Regions from separate parts of the Canis lupus genome. Here region 1 is linked to region 2. Evidence: chromatin contacts called from public Hi-C data. All regions are on one chromosome and are shown on one strand. The core of a region is the stretch at or near the end of the contact, and the rest is flanking DNA. Distances in the headings are between cores, read along the strand shown.

What was found. Hi-C and Micro-C count contacts between places; a contact is called where the count stands out from the background.
Region 1: a Hi-C map of liver shows a contact between it and region 2, with 2.8 times the contacts expected there. The contact joins two enhancer-like sites. A contact is called at or near these places in 4 of 9 Hi-C or Micro-C datasets (amygdala, blood and liver).

The regions. Positions count from the first base shown.
Region 1 is chr4:5,622,760-5,628,435 of UU_Cfam_GSD_1.0, reverse strand. LOC119871436 (a long non-coding RNA gene) reads left to right here. Exons shown (of 7, transcript XR_005357767.1): 4 at 1-945; 5 at 1,498-1,744; 6 at 2,227-2,396; 7 at 4,373-4,672. Among named protein-coding and RNA genes, the nearest start is that of IRF2BP2, 8.4 kb to the right of the region's middle. Within about 2 kb of position 1,650, at least 8 of the 20 cell types and tissues checked have an H3K27ac peak or open chromatin away from gene starts, as enhancers often do. A contact at or near this core is called in liver, where this site is marked.
Region 2 is chr4:5,293,450-5,298,600 of UU_Cfam_GSD_1.0, reverse strand. No RefSeq gene overlaps it. Among named protein-coding and RNA genes, the nearest start is that of TOMM20, 140 kb to the right of the region's middle. Within about 2 kb of position 2,735, at least 11 of the 20 cell types and tissues checked have an H3K27ac peak or open chromatin away from gene starts, as enhancers often do. A contact at or near this core is called in liver, where this site is marked.

The sequences.
Region 1 (5,676 bases), core at 401-2,900, 330 kb before region 2:
GATAAAATATATAAGAAGAGGACTGCTTTGTAGGAATTCATCCGGAGCCGCTCAAATGTTTTTGTGCCTGATGTCTGGAAAGAAATATACGTCGGCGAAGGAAGGCTTTTGCTAGACTCGTGCCTAGGTATTCTCAAGCCTGGAGCACGGCTTTATTTTCTTTTATTTTTTTTAGGTTCCCATCCGTCAACTGCAATCACTTTTAAACAATGACTAAAACTATGAACACAGTCCACAGTGAGGCTCCTCAGCCCCCACTCCAAGGCTGGGAACAAATGGCATTTCAGTGTCATTTTTTTTTTTTTTTAAAGAATGGGGGCCACGCTTCTTGCATTTTTTTGAGATGTTACTGCAGAGTATTAGATTTAATAATTAACAAAAATGAGAAGTGAACGAATCGCGCGGCACCTCAAGAGCCCAGTGCTACTCTGATGGGAGAAAAAAAACTGCTGTTCTAATTGAAGGAAAGGTTTCTCTATAAAATAAAGCAACTCCCTGTTAGGCAGTCCGTCGTTACAGTACTGTATTTGACTGTAGTACCCATATGGGCATGTCCTGAGGTCCGCTTAGTAAACACATTTTTCCTGGACACGCACGGTGCATCGGTGTGCTTGCCCCAAAGACAGATGCCCCTTAAATATGAGTGTTTACTCCACCAGCATGGAACATTTGCCTTATTTTAGCCACAGTCTTAAAAAAAAAAAAAAAAAAAAAAGGCAGCATCATGATTTCCAAAAAGGGAGTGACATTTGGGGCAGCTCTTGTCATGCGCCCTCCCCAGCTTAGCAGATCCGCCCAGGACAGCCGCGCCGCGCGTCAGGGACCCTCGCGGCGGCGGCCAAGGCCCTTGCTGACGCGCGGCCGGTCTTTTCTGGGCAGCGGGGGGCTCGCCACACCCCGCCCCCGGCCGGAGCCAGACCTTTACTTTATTTGGTTCACTACGCGGTAACCAGCGCGGAGCGCGCCGCCGGGGACGCACGCGGGCCGGGGCGCGCGCACAGCCCTCGCGGGCACGCGGGCGGGGGCGGGGGCGGGGCGCGGGCGGGGGCGGGGCGCGGGCGGGGGCGGGGCGGGGCGGGGGCGCGGGGGGGCGCGGCTCCTCGCTAATTACAGGCGCGCGGCCGGCTCGCTGGCGGGAGCGGGGGCGGGGGCGGGGGCGGGAGCCGGAGCGGGAGCGGGAGCGGGAGCGGGGGCCGGAGCGGGAGCCGGAGCGGGGGCGGGAGCCGGAGCGGGAGCGGGGCGCAGCCGCCGCCGCCCGGGGCCGGTCCCTCGTCCCCGCTCCACGTGCGCCGCGCCGCCTGCCCGGGCACAAGTTCTGGAATAAATAAACACGGGCGCGGCGTGAGTCAGGGTGCCGCGCTGGAGACCGCAGCGAGGTCTCCTCGGGGGCGCAGGCCCTGACGCAGGCTGCCGGAGGGGCAGGGCGCCTCCTCCCCTTTCCTTCCCCTCCAGTAAACACGGCTTGGCAGCGCTGGCGGCTGTTTTCTTTCTTTGCAGAAACGCCACCGTGAGCCACAATCAAAAAAAAAAAAAAAAAAAAGTAAAAAAAAGAAAAAGCTACCATTTGACGATTCTGATCTGGCCCCGATGTTTTCCAACGGCCTCTGGGTTTGTAAGAAGATACGGAGGTCCCGAAGCCCCTTTCCTGCGTGACGGTTGCAGGCTGCGCGTAAAGAGTTTCTCGCGTGCAAGCCCTGAGGACTCCGGACCGTGTTCCCGTGCTGGAGTCCTACCGAGCTTCCAGGTAAAAGTTCTAGAAAGAGGCTCAGTCCTCCACGTGAGAATTTAGCCCTAACTGCACTTTCCGAACTCGTGCCAGGAAACCACCGCGTGCTTGCCTTTCCTCCCCCAGGGCTCGTAATTAAGCGCACTGACATCCCTTCCCTATCTGTGGAATTGTCCTTAAGCTCCAAGAAAGCTGGGCCCTAGACGCTCAGCTGTTCAAAGCCTAGAGTGATATGCCTACTTACTAGGTGTCAAGTAAGAACGGTGACAACCCATATGGTGCTTATTAAGAGAAGAGTATTCCAAAACTTCTTTAATGACTGTGACCTTCCTGTGAAATTCTGATTTCAGATGTATATGGGTTACAATAAATCTTTATCTTTTATCGAAAAAAAAAAAAAAAAGCTAATGGGTTGGCTGTTGGGAGGCAGAAATAACAGAACGGAGGTAAGAGGCTTTTAGACTGGGCTAAGGCTCAGGACGCCTGTTTCTATTTTGCAGCACACATAGTCTCTCTCTCAGGCTTTGGAGAACACGAGAGGCCCCAAACCAAGACTGTGCAACAAAATGCTGATTGATCCAGACCCAGACCATCCCTACTCCTACAATTCACTTTTCTGCAGAACTCTTACTGGTGTGGCTAGTACTTCAAAATCATACAATGAAAGAAGGTAAACCTCGGTAAATCTGAAGCTCTTTTAATAAACTCTTATGACACATTAAACTTACTTTTAATAAACTCTATACCTTAAAATAAATTTAGGGGAATGCCTGGGTGGCTCAGGGCATGATCCTGGGGTCCTGGGATCGAGTTCCACATTGGTTCTGTGAGGAGCCTGCTTCTCCCTCTGTCTGTGTCTCTCATGAATAGATAAATACAATTTTTAAAAAATAAATTAAGGCCCTGAGTTCTGATGAAATGCTTCTGAACTTATTTTTTCCAAAATAGCCACATTTACAGTTCAAAGTATCCGATTTGAACTCATGGTAAAGAGATTTTCCAAAAGGCAGAGAAATATGCAATGATCCAAATATTTATCTGCTGAACTTGCTACCTGAGTACCTACACAACAAAATGTGACTCCTTGGTTGTGCATGATGCCTGTCCCCTCATGTGCATCCTAATGTCAACTGGTAGTAGTGACATAAAGAATGACATAGGGGCACCTGAGAGGTTCAGTCCGCTAAGCTTCTGCCCTTGGCTCGGGTCACGATCCTGGGGTCCTGGGATCAAGTCCCAAGTTGGGCTCCGAGCTCAGTGGAGAGCCTGCTTCTCCTGCTTCTCCCCACTTGTGCTCTCTCGCTATCTCTGCCTCTCTCTCTCTCTCTCACATAAATAAACAACACCTTAAAAAAAAAAAAAGTGAAATAGTCATTGGTTAAAAAAAAAAAGAATGAAATAGTCATTGCTAAGTAAGAGTGATTAAGTGATGGGATCTACAGATTATGTAACAGTTCATTTTCCCCAAGATGCAAACTATATTTAAAAATATTCAAGTAGGACATTATTACTCTATATAGGATGCCTTATCTCAGCAACAAGGCCTTCTGAATTGCTGGAAAAGACTCTTCGATTATGCAATCCAACTTCTAAAGTCCATTCAAAAGACGAGATCAACCAGTGCATCGATGCTTCCAATTTAAAGTAGGAATCCTGTAGTCTTTTATCCAGACCTTGTCTGACCTAAAAGAAAATCACCTCCTAGAGGATTTTCATGGCTGACTTTGTGATAAACTTGATGTGCACTGAAGACTCATTTTACTAAGACTTTGAGTTTTAAAGAGCTACATTTCTTTCAAAGCATTATTTAAGTCTCTATTATAGAAGAAATTGTTTATCACCATTCTAAAAAGTTTGTTCTATTAAGATTTTACTCAGTTGTTTCGCAGAACCAAAATAAAAGAGTAGCTTTAAGACGAATATCCACATGATTCTAAAATTGATTTTGCCTATAGCATACTTTCTTGCCCTAATACCTTTTCTGTAGCTTGTAAGGGTTGTTTTATGCTGCTTAGTGCCATACCGAAGCACCCAGTATTCTGTGATAAAGATCAGTGCAAATACAGATTCTGTACTCTATCACTTAAAAAAAATACATTATCTCTCAATTTTAAAAAGGGAAGCTGTTTTAAAATCAAGCATGTGAAGTTGTACTGACACAGGGAAGGAGCAGGCAACAGCAGACTAATGGGTTAAAACAAAATCCACTGTTAAATTAGGTACGAATTAGTTAACAGTAAATAGGGATGGTGTGGATATCCCTCATTAAGGATTTATCTGGGGATTATTAGAGAAATCCACAGATAATCCACAAATCAGTCACTTTCTACCTTCAAACCTCTGAATTTACAAATTGATTTTTTGTATATTTTTGTGCCTTTGAAATTACTGCCTGGGGTTCCTAACTGGAGGAAAAATGTAGGCTATCAACAGAAACAACCATGAAGGCTCTAGATTACTGATAATCTGGGAAGCCACATGGTAATTTCTATTTGATCATAATCAGTACTGTTGCTGTTAGAGGCCCAGCCAGTAGCACTGAAAGAGTTAAATAGCATCCCCCACCCCACCTCTCACTTCTAGAACCCCAGATGATGAAGTAGGTAAATATGTATTCCATTCATTGGTTTCTTTGGTCTGTGACAGAGGGAAGGCGTGTCTTCTCACACTGTTCCCTATGAAGAAAAGGCGAGCAAATGAGGGTGACTCAGGACTTCTAGTGGCCTACACGCGACTGAACATTTTTCTGAATGATTCCACGTATACACTTTGGAATTAGGAAGAGAAACATTTTACTCTTCACTAACCAAATAAAACTGTCTATAAATCATATGCAAAACAACTTTGAGTAACGAGGGACTTAAGTCTAGGAATTGAAGAGTTCTGTATTTTCCCTTTAACTTTTTCCCTCCTTTGGGAAATAAACAAAGACATCTGCCACATCAAGAGTCTGTTTTTTTTTTTTTTTTTTTTTTTTTAAACTGGAAACTGAATGCAATCCTTAAGGTTTACTTTGGGAAGAGATTTTGAAATCTTAATAAATGACTTTTGCAAGCTGCAGTCTTTTAAATTTTCCTAAAAATAAAATTTAGCATTCTTAAGTTTAAAAAAGTGGGCAGTTCGACATTTCTTTTAACCTGATTACTAAATGAAACATCGTGTTGTATATCATAAGCTATAATTAACTTATTAAGAATACAGTTTCTTGAAAACTGCCTTAAGCAGGCTACTAGTAAAAAAAAATTGACACACACGTAGCGATGGGTCCCCCAAGTTCCCAGACCACCCCTGCTGAAAATATATTGTTACACATTAACTGTTACTGTTTAATTTAAAACACATAGTCTGTGTGTACCCTATCCTGAGTCTTTGTCAGGTCCACAACTTCCTTTCTAGAAGTCGGCCAAGCCACTGATCAATAAAATGAGTAAAGGCTGCAAAACATCTAGGAACTGTCTTACGATGTCTTGCAAATGCGTCCTGGTGCTTTGCACGTCTTCTTATTTATAAATTTGCGTTTCGGGACATCGAGAAACCTTACACCTGGCTTTCGCCCTGACTTTATTCCAAAACTTTCCAAAAGGTAGGCTGCTTTCCCTCTTTTGTCTTCCACACATTTCACACAGCTCAACATGGCTGTTTCATTCCAAAGCTTTCCAGAGAGCAGCTCCGAGTCTCGATAGCCTTTGCAGCGTTGTCAGGATCTTTTCCGTCCAGTCTACAATTGCAGAGTGGCTGGCTCTACTGCAAGTTGAAAAATAAACAAGTGCTTTCTAGCTGTACTTTGTTCAGCTCTTCTCTTTATCTGTTTCCCTTATCCAGCTGCCCTTTCCCCCAGTCCCTAGCACTTTTATTTTTTTCCTTCCCCCCCCCCCCCCAACCATCAGTTGCCTTTTTGTTCTGTGTCTTTTATCTCCTGTTCTTCTCCTGCTGTTCCAGGCAAACCCCAA
Region 2 (5,151 bases), core at 1,486-3,985:
GCCACAAACCAGATGGAAAGACCCCATGGGCAACATCAAAGGTTAGCTGTGCCAGGAGGACTGCCCGCCCCTGGCCGCAGCCAGCTGCAGTGTGGTGACAGGATGATGCTCTGTCCCTAGGATACTGTCACACCCATGAAACGAGAGTGAGAGTCCCCACATCCTCAACTCTATCCTCTTCAGACACTCTCTGCCCGAAACTGCGACCAGAAGCAAGGAAGCCAAATTAGAGGAACAGAAAGGCAAGATGCCTGTCAGCTCTAGAATCAGCCATTCTTCCACTTACTACAAATACTTCGACTACGTCACTCAATTATTATGGCCTGTGCTGTGAGCATTTACTTAATCAATCTTCAAAGAGATTTCCAAACGGGTATTTCAGTGACCAGATAGGGGTCAGAGCCCCTCTCACATCAATGGGAGCCAGCAGGGGGCAGGCCAGCTGCCTGTCATCTGATCTCCTGGGCTGGGTACAAACTTTGAACCTGTGTCTGACGGGTGTCTCTTTCAGACTCCCCATGACCCTGGTCATCGGTCAGTTCCTGCTTTGCAACAACACACCACCAACAGACCTCCCTTGCTTGGATGACTCCCTTTCATTGTCTTCCAGCACATTCTCCCTCAAGCCTAAACAGAATCACGTCAGAATGGTCTATCCTTGAATCTTTCCTTTATTACTGACTATGCAGCTCAAAAGCATCAAGTTGGTATTTCCTCTGCCCCAGTAGGGATTTTTATGGGGTTTTTATTTGGTTTCATTTTTGCCAGGCTTCTGAGAATGGTTCCTTTGTTCTGCCTTCACTCATTGCTTAGATCCTTCAAGGCAATCTCCTCAGAAAGTCATACAGCTGCTGCCCTAGACATGTATCCCCCCCAGAAACATAGCTGAAAAAAAACCCAGCTATTGCAGACTTTCAAACAATAAAACAGTGAGCTCTGAGAACAGAGAAGGCACCTCCCCTGGGCTGTGTCCCTCACTCCCTGGCCCAGAAGAGGCAGAGGGGAGGCAGAGAGGGCCTAGTGCTCAGCCCGGTCATCAGAAAGAGCCTTCAGCAACCAGAAGTAGCCGGCCCACTGTTCGTCTGCCTAGGGCAGGAGCCCCCTCTGGAAAATACTCCTTCCCCTGCACTCATCATGGGGTCCAAATGTGAACAGCATTCTGCTCAGAGATCTTTCCCTGGCTATGGAGATTGAGCGGGTGACGGTCACCTGACTCCAGTGAAGGCCATCGAGGCCTCTCTCTGGGACTTTGGAATTCTCAGCCCCTCTGCGGCAGTGATGCTGTGAGGTGTGATAAGCAAACCTGCCATCGTGTACATTCCCTACCACGAGGAGAAAGCTTATCAAAGAGATGAGAATCAATATTTGCTGGAAGATGATGTGAGAGAAAAGAGAGAGCGCCTGGCAGGGTCAGGTCGCAGCTGCAGGTGTCCTCAGAGCCCCCCCCCCCCCCCCGCCCTCCGCTTCTACAGTTGTCACACAGAGCTCCTTTTTAGAAGCCCCAACAGGGTTTAGTTGCACTTCTCTTGCGTGTGACTAATAATAGAGTCCTCATTAGATCCACTGTGATTGGATGCTGGCCATCGTGCCTGAGTGAGACCAGCTGACCTCTGCTCCCACCACGGAAACGAGGGGATGGAGGGGAAAGAAGTGGATAGAACTGACTGGAAGGAGAGATTATTACCCAGGGTGATTTAGGGCATTGGAATACAGAACCCCTGTGGCGACTCTGAGAGAATTTTTAAGTCTTTACCGAGTCAGTGCTTTTATCATTATGAACTCTTAGGCAGAGGCAATTATCTGGATAATTGAAGTGCTTCTTAGAACAGGTTTCAGGTGAGAGCAGGGATGACCGCTTAGGCAGCACACTAATGACAGATCCTTGGAAAGCTCAGCACTCCGGAATAAAAGGCCAGTCATGACTATTCTCAGGGGGAGGTAGCAGCTGCACATCTGGCCCTCTCCATCTACCACTGGCTAAGCGGACAAATGGACCCCGGGAGAGCTGGCATCCCCAGGCACTCAACTGCCTCCTCCATCAGTCTAATACCTGCCAGAGCTGGGCCCATAGAACCCTACCACTCCCTCAAATATGAGGCAGCCCCCGAAGTGGGTAGAGACCCAGGAGATGCCTCAGCTCTGCACCTCACTGGTCTTCATGGGCTGGAACCACAGGAAGGCCTCGGGTCACAGGAGCTCACCCAATTTCGGGGGAGGCCACAGAATCCAGCTTAATCCCCTTACTCATCTGCAAAGGTCAGAGGAGGGCCAGCAACCACCAGAGGCAGAGCCTTCATTTTTACTTCAGTTTCAAAGAATCCAGCTAAAGCCACATGGGCCCGGTGGCACCACCCTAAGAAACGGATCCAATCCTGAGTCAGAGAGGAAGCTGACACTCACTGAATCACCTGTCCACTTCCTCCTACCCCCAGCAGCTGGGCCAAAACCAGCAGCCACTTCCAAGGGGCAGCCTAGTGACCAGCACTTGGAAAAGTTGATGCCCCGAAGAAGAGTGAGCGGGGCCAACACTCACGTGGCCCGAACCACGACCAACTTCATCGTGACTCCCCCGCCCCCTGCATTTTCCAAAGTAAAGCTTCACATCTTGTGACAGCCCCTGTCCTGTCCTGCACTGCCCCTGGCTGTGCTATTTTTCACTTCCCTGTTCAGAACACAGCCACACTGTCCAAATGCCATGAATCATCACCGCCCAGCAACGGCCCCTCAGCAAGGCAGGAAACCACTGAGCGCCAGACCTAGAAGGAATGACTCTCTGCCACAGCCCTCTCCTGCTCCAGCCGGTCATCTGGCCTGAGGCCACAGCGGAAGGCGGCCGGACAGAGTGGCCACTCCAGGCACTCAACTTCTCTCCACAGTCGTCCCCGCTGGCTGCGCTCCCCACTCTCTGATCCACTGGGTCATTTGGGCATTTTGGAGCTTTCCAGCAGATTTCTTGGATGCATTAGCTAAAGTGAAGCTGATGGCTTCAAAGCCTAGGAGAAGAGAAACAGGAAGAACCGTTCAAGCCAAGGGAGATGTGATCAGGGGACGTGGCATGGAGCAAAGCCACCATTAGGAACACGGGGAGGCAGATCTCTGCCTGCACGTAGCCTCAAGATAATGGCCCACATGTCCTCTCTGTCATTCAAGCCCTGTATAACTGGAACCATGTGGCCTTCTAGACGCCATTCAACAAGTGCCCAAAAGTAGCTGCAAGTGAGCCTCTGAGTAAATAAATCAGTGAAAGATGATGGTCCTCAAGGATGGTCCAACTCTTCCATGCTGGGCTTCTGGCTCCTCTGAATGATAATCGTCTAAGCTCCATGCCAGGCTTAGGTTCTCTCGTAGTACTGAGAACCTGATATGAAGTCATTTTTTTCCCCAGCTCAATCACAGACAGTGATTGATTCAGAAGCAGAACAATGTAGGAAATGCAAATCAACACCACAATATTACGTCACTTCTAACCTATCAGATGGACCAAAACTCTAAATATGGACAATGACAACAGCCAGGGTTGACCAGAGAGTGGGAATGGGCGCTCTCCTATACCGTTGGTGGACGTAAAGTGTTACAGGTTCTCTGGGGGCAGTTTGACCTTGTGCATTACAATTATTAACAAGTAACCTTTGACTCCTTAATTTTAAGACTAAAAATTTCTCCTCAGCCGAATGAGCCACAAAATGCACAAAATGTAAGTACAAGGTAGTCACCACAGTGTGGTAAATAGATACACACACACCAAAAGTGAACCAATCTAGACATGATTGAGCCAGTGAATTAAATACATTTGGTAAAATGCTGTGCAACCATTAAAAAGTGTTGGAAATCTACAGCCAAAGCCATAGAATAGTAGTAGTGTGGGTCACTTTGACAAATGAAATGTAGGAGACAAAACTTGCATATGCCTGTTAGATAACTGTGTGTTGATGGTGTGTGTGTATAAAAGAGATACGTGGACGGTTTATCTATCTAATTATTAACAGCACTCATCTCTGTAGAGTTAGATTTCAGGGTAATTTGTAACTTCTTCCTCATATTTTCTGTATTTCTTCAAAGTATCTATAAGAAATGTGAAGTACTTTTATGATCAATGAAAATATACATTTATTTTCATTTGAAAACCAAAAGCAACACAAATGCAAAGCCTATTTTCCTGGCAGGCCATATCTGTCCAAGATTAGTCGCAGGTATTCATTCTGGTAGAAGGTATTATTGTGACGGGTGCCTGGGTGGCTCAGTCAGTTGAGCACTCATCTCTTGAGCCACTCAGGTCATGATCTCAGGGTCATGAGATTGAGCCCTGAGTCAGACTTTACACTGAGCATGGGGTCTGCTTGAGATTCTCTTCCTCTCCCTCTCCCTCTGCCCTTCCCCCCACTTGTGCATGCTCTCTCTCTCTCTCATAAATAAACAAACAAATGCCTTTAGAAGGTGTTATTATAGGCCATTCTACCAGGAGGCCTTGGGTTCTACATTGTTTCTCCTAAGTTTTGATGGGTTGAACTGGACCCATCTGTGCTCTTTTAAGCAGCCCCTGTGTGGCAATTCAATTTATCGGGATGGCTGACCAGGGTTGGGTGGAAGCTTGGACACATGAAGGGTTATGTGTGGTCATCAAATTCAAATCCTAGATTTCAGTGCACAGAATTAACTAAATTAACTAACTTAACAGACCTGTCTGGGTGGCCAAGCAGATTTCAGATGGTTTGAAAATACATGAATCACAACGCCCTATCTACTCAGCTCCTGAAATAAAATCCAGACCCTTAAAGAGCAGAAATCTAAAGCTGAAGGATTTTTAAGCAGATCATCTCTTCTAGAAACAGTACAAATGGGGGCACCTGGGTGGCTCAGGGGTTAAGCATCTACCTTTGCCTCAGGTTGTGATCTCAGTGTTCTGGGATGGAGTCCAGTATCAGGATCCCTGCAGGGAGCCTACTTCTCCCTTTGCCTATGTCTCTGTCTCTCTGTGTCTCTCATGAATAAATAAATAATTTAAAAAAAAATAAAGAAACAACCTAAGTGTCCATTGATGGATAAAGAAGATAGATAAGGTAGATAGATAGATGATAGATAGATAGATAGATAGATAGATAGATAGATAGATAGATAGATAGATACACACTGGAATATTACTCAGCCATAAAA